Linked DNA regions of Mus musculus: region 1 is linked to region 2. Evidence: chromatin contacts called from public HiChIP or PLAC-seq data. All regions are on one chromosome and are shown on one strand. The core of a region is the stretch at or near the end of the contact, and the rest is flanking DNA. Distances in the headings are between cores, read along the strand shown. Region 1 overlaps Ltbp1 (latent transforming growth factor beta binding protein 1). Region 2 has its middle 82 kb from the start of Gm31759.

Region 1 (5,812 bases), core at 1,944-4,443, 190 kb after region 2:
AATCCACCATAAATGCTGTTTCATGCCACTGGAAATTCTTAAACATCGATTTTAATGACTGTACCACATGCCAGGATTCTTATCTGTTTTCTGTTTGTTCTTTGAGTAGACTATTTGTCACGTTTACTGCCATATTGATTGCAAAACTGAAGTGGGTGTATTTGAACATCGTAAGATCTCCTACAGTAGGAATAATAGCATTTAGTAGGATGTTTGTTTTAGGATTTAATCCTAAAACTATAGCAGTGGGTATTTCTCACTAGACATTTCTCTTTTACATGTTATGTAATTGACAAGAGCATACTGAATACTGTTATGTCACCGTGGTTGAATTTCCTCTCCCCCAGACTCTCATGTTGAATTTCTTCTCCCCAAGACTCTCATGTTAAAGTTTATATTAGTCTTTCTTAGTGCCATAACAAAATTCCAGAGGGTGGGTAGAATATGAAGAAGAAGAGTTTATTTAGTTCATAATTTTAGAAGCCAGAAGTCAGGGTGGGGTGGTCCCGTTTGATCCACTTCTGTGAAGACCTCTTGATGGGGACACCTATGAGAAGGATCACAAAGTCAGATAGGAAGCCAGAGGGTCAGGAGGAGCTCAAAACCTGCTCTGTGGGAACTAACTTTATCTCTTCTCAGGGCAGTGCCCCCAGTGGCTTAATACCTTCCACCCATCCTCTACTTCCTGAAGGTTCTACTACGTCTGGACATCTTCCCAGTGAGGACCAGGCTTCAAACTGGGACCTTTGGAGGATGCACTCATATCCAGACCAGGACCCCAGAGAAGACTACATTTGGAGCATGGTCTTTAAAGAGGTCCTTAGTTAAGGATATGTCAATAGGGCAGACCTTGATCCAGTATTAATGGTATCTTTCTACAGGGAAACTTAGACAGAGATGCCAAGGAGAGGTCACATGACAACACAGGGAGAAGATGGCTGCCTACAAGCTAAGGACTGAGGCCAGAAAAGACCAGCTTTAATGCTGGGTCTCATGCTATGGTATTTCTTTCCTTCCCTAACTCCATGAATCCCCTGGTCATCCCATCCACATTGCACAACTGTTCTCTTTGAGTGTCATCATTGTCTTTACTTCTTGTTGATTGCCCAGGATGGGCTGGGTATGCTTTTCTGTTTCTGGCTCTCTCTCTGGGGTGTATGACAGTGTCTAGTGCAACAAGAATGCGAAGTTCTTGCCCAATGTTTTATTGAAGGGACAGGTGAAACTTGCCTAAAGGCACAGAGCTGGGGGAGGAGGCCCATCAGATTCGGATCTGAGCCCATCATCCTCTGAAGCACACAACATTCTGCTTCTCCCTGGTAAATGAGCTTATGGGCAAGCCACCATTTTAGATGTTTGGTTTCTATGATGATCTCCTTTTCATTTTAATTTAACTAAAAGTGTGTGTGTGTGTGTGTGTGTGTGTGTGTGTGTGTGCAAATGGTGTGAACATGGAGGTTATAGGAGGACATTGGGTGTCCTGTTCTAGCATTCTGCCCTACCCCCATGAGACAGAGTTTCTCACTGGACCTGACAGTAAGTTTGTGGCCAGCAAGACCCCCTACTCTTCTAGTCTTTGCCCCTCACCTTGCTCTGGGATTATGGGCTTGTGGAGCCACAGCCAGATTTTTATGTGGGTAGAGATGAGTTGACCCAGGATGCTTTACTGCACAGTAAGCACTCTTACCCACAAAGCCATGTCTCTGGCTAGCCCCCATTATTATTTAAATATAAATAACTCACAGATATTAATCCACTACCCAATTAAGGGCCTCTCATATATGTGGGTTTTGTTATGTCATGTGTGTGCTGGTTCCTGTGGAAGCCAGAAGAGGGCCTTGGATCCCCTGAACTGGAATGGCAGACAATTGTGAGCTGCCTCTGTGAGGGTCCTCTGCAAGAGCCGCAAGCACTCTTAATCACTTAGTTTCCAGATCCATGTACTGATTTAAAAAATTACATCTTAGTCTCTGATTTTCTGCAAAATAATCCTTCATCTTTTTTACCCAAAGTTTGTGGCTCAAAGCTAGAATTTAAGAGGGGCTCAATGTTCAGACAATGAATGCAGATCGTATGACATTAGAACAAACTTAAAGATTATTAAAACATGTTGCCTTTTCATTAGACATCATCTAAAATGATTTCTGTGCACATCATAGCTGAACTTCAAATTTGCCAGGTATGTGCATTTACCAGCTACCTCCTGGCATTTTACTACCATGAAAGCACAAAGTGAATTTATTCTGCTAATGTGAACAGTAAAAACCTTAGATGGGTTTAATCTTTGTTTCATTGATCAAAGAATTCTCACAAACCCGGCAGTCCCCAGAGCTCGCACATTGAGAACTCCCGCCCTCCGTGAGAGCAGGTGACATTTCTGGACAGTACAGTTGAATGGGTTTCAGGTTGGCACTGTACCTTACTAGAATCAGGCACCTGTGCCTGAAGCTCAGCTCCTGTCACTAACTGACACTCATCCCTTTGTCACAAAAGTGGACCCCAAAGAAGGCTTTTGGCTAGTTGACGTTCAGGATAAACAATCCTGATCCAAAAATGCTTGCATTTGGATTTTTCTCTCCTGGATTTTGTTATATCTGCATATACAGAATGAAGTATCTTCTGGGTTGGAATTTACTTAAGCCTGATGTATATATTACATACATTGCCTGGAAGTTGTACTGTATGATATTTTTCATGTATCTCCGGTTTGAGCTAGCATATGGCATCAGATGTACTGTTCTCCTTATGGTATCTATCATGTTGGTACTTTAACAGTTTGGGATTTTAGAGCCGTGGTGTTTTAGAAGTGCTCATCTGTACAAAGCATGCTCGTTGAGTGAGGGAGGACTCAGAGAGTCCCTCTGGGCAATGAGTTTAACTCTGAGGTATTTGAGAAGTGGCTGAGTCAGTAGCGAAATTTCACCATTCTAACTCATGCTAGAATCTCTGAACACTCTAGAAACGTGTATCATTTTATAGTTTTGATTTTCAGTGGCTCTACACTAACCCTATTTGGTCAACCTTTTATGATTCCTGTGAAGTTTTTTGTTGGTGTGAATAACCCTGCTGAGGATAGCAGAACATATGTCTGGGCACAGTAATTTTTCTTTTACATTGTTAGGGCACATGCCTAGAAATGAGGGTATGAAATCCCTGAAACATGCTGCCAAGGCACTCTCTAAATGCATCTGCCAGGATGGCAGAGATGGCTCATCAGTAAAGTGCCTTGCTGGGCAAGCATGAGGAGCTAAGTTTGGATTCCCAGCATCCGTGGAGAAGCTGGGCACAGTGGCCCAGGTCTGTAATTTCAGTTCTGGGAATGGAGTGGGGATGACCCAGAAGCCAGACCCCTGGAGCTCATTGGCCTGACAGTTATTGGTAGCATCAGAAGAGACAAATTCATCCCAGCTAACTACCCATGTTAAATAACTACCCATGTTAGCTAACTACCCATGTTAGCTAACTACCCATGTTAGAGTAAATCCTATGGAATCTCCGTTCCTGCTAAGCTCAGGGTAGAGCTCACAGCACTGGGAGGCTGAGTGACACGAAGGCCTCAAACCCCAGAATGAGGCCCTGAGCAACTCTGCTTTGGAGACCTCTGATCCTGCATGTGGCCTTGGGTACTTGCATTCCTGGCAACTTACTCAGCCACCTACTTGGTGAAATTGTCGCTTTGCACGGCAAATCGTGTGGTTGGGTATTCAACGTCAAGAAAGGCTGTGAGATGTGCCAGTCTGATTCAGAGAGAGAGGTGGGGATGAGGCCAGCAGACCTACTACTGACACTGTGTGATACACACGGACACAATCTCATGTATTTCGAGTGGGTTTCCACATCGATGAAAACTCTATAAAGTCGACTCGGTGCTTGTTGAAATGTGAAATTCATCTTTCTAGAAGATTCAGTTATGTGGAATTCATTATGACTGGCTACGTCAGTCATTGGGAGGTTATGATGCTAGTCTTTTTCTCTTTAGGGATTGAGGAGTATGCTGACTCAGAGCTGTTTACAAGGAAATCACATTATTTATTTGGGTTTGGTACAGGAGAAGTTAGCTCAGTCGTCAACTTGTGAACTCACCGTACGATTCTCGTGTTCTGATATTCCTTCGTGTTGAATAACTTCAAAGGGCAGCTGGGCAGAGCCCTGAAGCCACACAGGGGGCAACTTCTCACCTGCTGCCTTAGATCATCGAAGACACAGCTCAGCTCACATTTCCACCCAGGACATATGTGGCAGACATGCTGCAACTTGTTTGGAGAGAAAGGCACGGGGCAGGGAGTCACAGTGAGCTGTGTGGGCTGGGGCAGGCTTTAAATATAACTAAGGGCTATGCTTTTAGATGAAAAGCAAAGGAGGCGGGGCTTCAGGCCATGGGTCACTTCCTAAAAATAAAGTCACTGAACTTTGAGAGAACTTTAGGATTATCTTTGTCAACCCCAGAGTAGCTGCCAGCGGAGAGAAATTTGAAACTGTTTACCATTTGGGCCCAAAATGGAGCATTGATCCAGTTTTGACGGATTCAAATGACAAATGTGCTTTTGCAAGGCCAGCCTGGGATGTGAGGATAGAGGGACTTTTGCAACCCACCCTGTTCGCCCAGATCTTGAAATGGTGACATTCTGCAAGCCTCAAGTTCATTTTGTCTTGGTGGCAATTTCTGCCAGCTGCAACAGACCCCACTTTATTATCATGACTTTATTTTGCTCCCAGTTGCCTTTTGTCTGATAATTAAAACATTGAGTTTTCTTGAAAAGTAGAAAAATACAAAAGGTTTAACATCTAGACATGTTAAAGCAGACATCTACACATCTATTACCAACAGTCAATATATGTCTCCTTATTACATTTGATACTTTTCTTTTAATTATGTGTATGTATGTATGTGTGTAGGTATGTTCACTCGAGTGCAGGAACCTTGGAGACCAGAGAGGGGTCAGACTCCTGGAACTAAAGTTACATGTGGTCGTGAGCTACGTGACGTAGGTGCTAGGGATGGAACTCAGGTCCTCTGTAAGAACACTATGTGCTTTAAATCCTGGCCTTTGCTCCAACACCTCATCTTTCTTTTTTTAAGAAAAACAATTTGAGTCAAGTATGATACACATCTGTAATAGTGATACACATTTGTAATAATGATGCACGTCTGTAATGATGGTGCACATCTGTAATGATATACATCTGTAATGATGGTGCACATCTGTAATGATGATGATGCCCATCTGTAATGATAATATACACCTGCAATAATATACATCTGTAAGGATGATACCTATCTGTAATGATGGTGCACATCTGTAATGATGGTGCACATCTGTAACGATGATGATGCACATCTGTAGTATTAGCACTCAGAAAAATTAAAGCTGGAGGAACATGAGTTCCTCCCCAAGTTGGGCTATATTGTGAAACCCTATCTCAAAAAACAAAACAAAACAACAAAGAAACAAATGGCAAACTGCAAACAAAAGTGTAAGAAGAAATTCCCATTAAGAAAAATATATTTCCCCTTGGTATTACTTCTCTTCTTCCCATAGAGGATAACACCATACACTTAGTATGATGCTAACAGGCATGCCAAACCTTTTGACACTGAAATATGACATTGTCATCCACAAAGTTTAAACTCTAGAATTAAAAAAGTAAACAACAATTGTAAAATAATCTTAGAATGTTTTAAATAAGTTCAAAGTTTTGTGTTGGGCTGAATGTTGGTTGCCTATGGCCCATGGGCTGCGGGTTGGACACAAGTCTGGCATGTTTATATTTATCCACGAATGCACCAGGCATCATTTTAAAGTTTATTTGA
Region 2 (6,464 bases), core at 450-2,949:
TTACTGGCCAGCTGTCACGTCTCTCTCTGAGCCCTGTCAGCTCAGCTCTGGAAAGAGAAGAAATAGGCAGATCCCAAAACCCGAGTTTTCCCTGCTGCTTGGATAGGCTCTCCCAATAATTGGTTGATTTGCCTTCTCTCGTGAACAGTGGGACCACGTTGACAGTGTGCCTTTCTTTCTTTCTTTTTTTTTTTTTTTTTTTTTTTTTTTTTTTTTTTTTTTTTGGTTTTTTCAAGACAGGGTTTCTCTGTGTAGCCCTGGCTGTCCTGGAACTCACTCTGTAGACCAGGCTGGCCTCGAACTCAGAAATCCGCCTGCCTCTGCCTCCCGAGTGCTGGGATTGACAGTTTGCCTTTCTTCACTGAGTTCCCCAAGAAATTCTGTGAGGTCTTAGTTGATAATAGCCTATGATTTGTTAGGATTATTAATTAGTAAATTCCTTGTCAGCCTTTTCCCAGAGATGAAGCATATTTAACTAGGACCCTGAGTGAGTATAGACAAGTGGAAGTGAACTACAGAGCCCTGTAGACTACTCTGGCTCATTTAAGGGCGGAACACGTGGCCCTCTGTTATGTGAAGCTTCATCATGATAGCGAGGGACCCAAACGCTGAAGAAAATGATAGACTTTCCATGTCACTTTTGTTCCTATTGGGTGTGTTGTTAGTGCCACCCACTCAGAAACGTGGGACAATTGATGAGCATATGCTGCGGTCTACTACCTCCCAGACTCAGTTTGAGGACTGTGACGTACCCTCAGGTCTTGGTAGCTCGGGCTCTGCAGGACCTTATCCAGTTTATACCACTAGTTGTAGTTCTACCAGCTCAAAGCTGTACTTGAGCCCAATGAAAAGGGTTTGGTTTTTGTTTCCATTTTGTTTTTATAACATCCATGTCAACCTAAGTTGCTGTTTAGATAAGAACTCTCCTGGCCAAGAGTGAGGAATAAAATCTCCGAAGTGGATGCCACACACTTCCTGTCTGCCTGTTCATTCAGCAGGCCCTGAAGTGAGATGGCCAAGAGCCTTCATTCGGGTGGAGGGGCCCGTGCTGTGGCAATGCAGCTGGGTTTCTCACAGCACGCAGGAGAGCTTATAAATAGATAGACTTCAATCAACATGCTGCTTACTCAGGTATGCGCTCAAATATAGTAGCTGTATTCCTTAGACAGACGCTGCCACTAAACCCAGGACTATACTAATAAGAGCATAATCCTCGTGGGCTGCAGGTAGCCTTGGGCTCCGCCTTTCACAGCCAAGACCTAATAATAATTGTGGCTCGTTTGCTCTTCACCAGGAGAACGCAAAAGCTGAGCTGGCTCTTGAATTGTTTCCTCTGTGCTTTCAGTTAGCAGGAGTGGAGATGTGTGGCTTGCAGCAGAGGCCGTGTAAACCCTGGGCTGTGTGGCTGGGTGTACCTCTTGCTACTTGGCATGGTACACTTTCTCCTCCCCCTGGTTAACAACATCTGTGCCCATAGACTGTTTTAGTTTTTCCTTTGACCTTCGGACAAACAGCCGCTAATGCATTATGTGACTCCTTTTGCAGTATCAGAGTTTGGCTTTCTATGGGCAATTTTTATTCTATTTTATTTTATTTTGCCCCTTCCTTGGGCTTGGCTTTGTTCAGCCACACTGTCCTCCTCCCACGTTCTGCAGAGCTGGCTGTAATTAGTTCGCTTAACACAACACCAAAAAATTTCCCCTTGCCAGTGATGTCAGATCTGCCTTCCCTTTTATTATTCTGACTTATAAACTGCAGTGACCCGTGAGTCACCCTCGCCATCTCCTGGCCCTGTGCCCACATTGTGATCTATGAAAAGGGAGTCCTGCCAAGGGCTACAAGGCGGAAAACTGATATTATTATGGTCTTCTGAATGGTAACTCTGAGCCATTTTTTAATCTTTTGTGATGTTCTTGCCAGAAAGGGGGAGGGGATGGTAAATCATAGCAAAGTGAAGGAGCTAACCCACGCATGGCTAACTTTCTCCAGACAGGGGGCTCAAGTGGCTATCAGTATCTGTATAGAGTTAGTGCTGCTCACAGGCCAATGTGTGCTTTCAGGAGACTCAGAGACTCATAACCTCTCAGGCCTGTGTCTTCATCTATAGCCTTGTAGAGCAGGCATATAATAACATCAGCAGCCAAGAAGAGGCATCAGGGCTTTGGAAATGAAAATATGTAACAGAAAAACAGGGCAAGTAAGAAACCATTTGATGATAACCACTGGCACAATGCTAGCTGTAGACTCCTAGGGCTCCCCATGGTCTAGTGCTTGCAAAGCCCTGCTGTTCTCTGGGTTTCCATCTGTAGCGAGCTTTCCCTTGTTTCTGGGCTGAGGGTGAGGCTAAGGAAAGGGGCAGTGGAGAATGATGGACTATTTTATTTTATTTTATTTTATTTTATTTGTTAGGTAAAGGAAGAAAGGAGCCAAGTTAGAAAGATAAAGGGAAAAGGTGGTACGGATGGATGGCCGGAAGGAAGAAGAGACTAAGGATGGGGAAACAATCAGGAGGGGGGAGGCTGTGGGCAGGGACTGGAGAGGAGGGTATCAAAGCCTGGTATTGCATGAGCAGCAGTGCCATGGCAGGCCTCTTTAGTTGGTACAGCTAATGTATAACAGGTTTCTATAAGATGAAGTGGGCAGTTGACTGCCTGGATTAACTAGACTGAAAGCCCAGCTTTTATCCCTTCCTAGCTATGGCCACAGTCGAGCCCCCCAACCTCCCTGAGCCTCAGTCTCCTCAACTGCTGGCCAGCCAGAGTTATCAGAGGACTTAGGTGAAGTTTTCTGTGTGCAGATAAGACAAGTAACTCTTGGTGTCATCGAAACGGGCATTGCTGATGATCTGTCAGTTCTCAGGGGCCGTGAAGTCCCTGGATGAGGGCGACCTGCAGCGTGGCTCCAGTTTCTATAATCCCTGGTGTGTTTTGGGGGTGCAGGGGGGCGGTCATAGCCCTGTATTTTGAGAAACGATGGTGCAGAATATCTCAGTTGTCTGTGGAGCTTCAACGCTACTTATTGAAATCGTCGGCCTCTAGGAAGTCTGGTGCCAGGGCTGATAAAGCAGTCTCAGTAATTCTACAGCTGCTTGGCCAGAGACAGGCTTATGTCTCAGCAGTGCCTCCCCCTTTCCCCTTCTTCCTCTCTTCCCCCCACCGCTCCTCCTCCTCTTCCTCTTTCCTCCTCCTCTCTCTTTCTCCCTCTCCCCTTCCTTCTCCTCCTCTCTGATCCCCTCCCCTCCCCTCCCACTCTTTCTAAAGCTTCTCCCTAACAAGACCCCCCCCCATTTTTATATCTTGTTTGTTTTAACAACCCACTGAACTTAATTAGGGATATTTGCAGTCACGTGGGTGTGAGGTTATTTACTGAAGTGTGGGTAACTTACCAGTGCTTGTGTCATGAAGAAAATGACTTCCAGTCTGTCATTCAGCAGCCGTTAGCTGTCAGTAGCTCCCCAGAGAGGGTGGGGCCTCTGAGCCCCTCCATTATACCATGCTGGTGGTTGGCAGAGACAGTTGTTTAAAAGATTGGCCTACATTCAAGTTAGAAGTTGTTTAAAGACGTGACAAGGAGCCAGGTGTGGTGGCCCGTTCCCATAATCCCAGCTGTTGGGAGGCTGACTGAAGCAGGGGGATTAGACATTTGAGGTCAGCCTGGGCTACCTGGGGGAGATGGTTAGCGCCAGAGAGAGGGTGAGGTGTTTGTGTGTGCCTGGCATTTATAAGCCAATAAAAAGAAAGAAAACCAAACAACCCAACTAAAGAATTGAGCATTGTGCTAAAGGGAATAGCCAAATATAAATACAAAACAAGTGCTAAGACTCAACTTGAGTCATGAAATTAAAATCAGAGATGAGCACAGACTCTATCAGTGGCTAATGGTTAAGTGGCAGTACCTACTACGTGCTCCTGAGAGAGGAAAGTGACTGCCGGGAATGACAGCTTTATATAAGCACTCTTCCTAGAAACCCTGCCGATCTTTTGAAGCTGTGCATACCCTACAGCCCACCAACTTTGCTCTAGATGCACACAGTGCAAATCTGTCCATGTGTGGACCGTAGCTCTCACAGAGGCTTGTCTGCAGCAGCATTGTTCATCAGAGGCCCCGGGTAGAAGCCCTTCACCCGTCTACCAGAGGTAGACTTGGACCAGGCGTGCAGTCCAACAGTCTGCGTCGATGATAATGAATTCCCTACAGCCACAGCAGCATCGGTGGATTTCTTAACACCCTGTATGCATGCTTTCTTTCCCCCTGTGGACATAATAGAAGCTCAAAGAGCAGTGGAATTAAGCTACGTTATTCACTGCCTCGTGCTTGGTGTTAAGTCAGTAAAAAAGGAGAGGTAGTGATTACCTCAGGGTGAGTGAAACTGGTTGCTCTTGTGGGTTCAGGTGGGTGTTGGCTGGGAGGTACATAAAGGGCTCTGGGGAGTAGCAAAGTCACCTTCATTAACTGGGGTGGCGGTTAATGTGGTTCTTGTGCCATGAGTCATTGAGCTGAGTGGTTTTGTTCTGTGCCTTGTTCCAAATGTGTATTGTATTCACAGTGGAAAACTCCAAACGTGAGCAGCAGCGTGGCCGCACTCAGTATGATCTCTGGAGTGTGGTTCACACAGCCCCAACTCCACCCCTGTCTGTCCGTCCGTCTGCCTGCCTGCCTGCCTATTTCTCTGTCTCTCTAAATCTGTCTGCCCCCACCCTCTCATTAAGAGAAAGTATATGGCTTTTCGAAGTGAGATTTGACAATAGAAACCCAAAGTGAACTGCATATAACTAATCTCTCCATTCACCCCGACCACCAAACCTCTCCTCAAAGAGTTTAACATTGCACAACTCTAAGTTGCTAACTCCCTGGCATAACTTGTATTGTTTGACACTGTACTCTAGACTCTTCCCTTCTTTGATGTCTTTCAGCCCAGAGCCTATGCCTTTCCACATTGGTGTCTGGGGAAACGCTGGGGGCTAACCTAAGGGAGGCTGGGCCTTACTCACTGACTGAGCATGCTCATCTTAGTGGCTGGAGCCAGCTTCTCACATTTCTTGAAAAGTGTGGTGTTGACATGTTTAATATCCTGTGGCATTTCCACCAGGCACTGTCGTGTGATGGAAAAATTCAGCGATAACGTCTGAAGGCCAAGTTGACTAGCAAGGCCGTGCATGAGACGCTCTGCCTCACAGCTCTGGCTGGGTGGTAACTTTTGTCTGAGCTGTCTGAGAAGTTACTGATCGGCATATCTAGCAGGATCCACAAAGCATCAGTTACAGGGACAGTGCTTATGTGTGCCTGGATCTGGAACAACAACAAAAAAGGTGAAATTTTACCCACGACCGCATAGGGATGATAAATGGAAGACCAGTGCATTACACAAAGGAAAAAGATAACCCTAAGGTTTGAGGCTTTTCTGGAAGAATTCCAAGAATGTATATGGCAAGGGGAGGGATGTCTCAGGGCAATCCATTAATAGCTGGTGACCTGTAGATCAAAGGCACAGTGCTTTATGAATCGTCACCAACACTCATCCCATTGCCCCCTGTCTCACTGTCCCTCTTCTGTCTGTCCTAACGATGTTCCTCCAAGAATCCCAAATCAGTCCTGGCAGCATTTGCTTTCCCATCTTCAGGAATGCAGCTGGCACATTCTTTATGTGAAGGAAGCACTCCTGGGAAGGATATGAACCAGACGGAGTATCTTATTTCATCCACACACAACTCCAGTGTCCGGGCCCTGAGCAGGGCTGAGGATTTGAATGGAAGGAGACTGGCAGAGCTTCATTCTGCAAACAGCCATGCATGCGGTTGGGGATGCAGGGGATGGGTGTTCACTGTGAGGAGGAGCTCTGTGGTTGCCCAGTCCCCTGCATCTTAGGACCCCATCTCTCTAAGGCAGTACTCACCGACACAATTTTTAATCCTTGACTGTGACGTTCCATGGAGTGAACTCTTTCTCTGCATGGATCCCAAGATCTGTCAGGTCATTTGGCCATAATTGTTTGAAAATTCCTCCTCATTTCACTGTGAGTTTTGTGAATTTTAATAAGAATTCTGTGAAATACTGAGATGACAGACAGGCCTCCAGAGATGGCACCAAGAGATCCCTGTCTGGTGCATTTACAGTCCTATGGAACCCCTTTCCTGGAGGATGGTGGTTTTACAATAAAATCCTGGCAATGGTGAAAGGATGTTTCTCCCAAAGTTATGAGAGACTCAGCAGCTCCCTGTCTGCTTTTGATAACGTAAGGCGCCGTGGTGGAGAGGCATGGAGGGCCTGCAACCTCCAAAGTGCAGAAGAAGGCAAGGAACCAAAGTCCCATGGTGCCATCAGCCAAATCCTACCAGCAATCACTTCATAGAAGCAAATCTACCCCAAGTTGAGCCTTCCATCAAGACCCTAGCCCTGACTGACACCTTGATGGCAGCTTTTTGAGATGCTCTGAAGTAAGAGCTGCCTCCCCCCAGCCTCAAAAA

What was found. HiChIP or PLAC-seq counts read pairs in DNA pulled down with a chosen protein or histone mark.
Region 1: a CTCF HiChIP or PLAC-seq map of the NIH/3T3 cell line shows a contact between it and region 2, with 8 read pairs. The contact joins two enhancer-like sites. A contact is called at or near these places in 1 of 15 datasets of contacts at CTCF or cohesin (the NIH/3T3 cell line) and 1 of 115 datasets of contacts at active chromatin or transcription factors (fibro-adipogenic progenitors).

Annotation. Positions count from the first base shown.
Region 1 is chr17:75,052,573-75,058,384 of GRCm38.p6, forward strand. All of the region lies in intron 2 of Ltbp1 (latent transforming growth factor beta binding protein 1), which reads left to right. Among named protein-coding and RNA genes, the nearest start is that of Ltbp1, 50 kb to the left of the region's middle. Within about 2 kb of position 3,194, at least 45 of the 459 cell types and tissues checked have an H3K27ac peak or open chromatin away from gene starts, as enhancers often do. A contact at or near this core is called in the NIH/3T3 cell line and fibro-adipogenic progenitors, where this site is marked.
Region 2 is chr17:74,865,307-74,871,770 of GRCm38.p6, forward strand. No RefSeq gene overlaps it. Among named protein-coding and RNA genes, the nearest start is that of Gm31759, 82 kb to the right of the region's middle. Within about 2 kb of position 1,700, at least 75 of the 459 cell types and tissues checked have an H3K27ac peak or open chromatin away from gene starts, as enhancers often do. A contact at or near this core is called in the NIH/3T3 cell line and fibro-adipogenic progenitors, where this site is marked.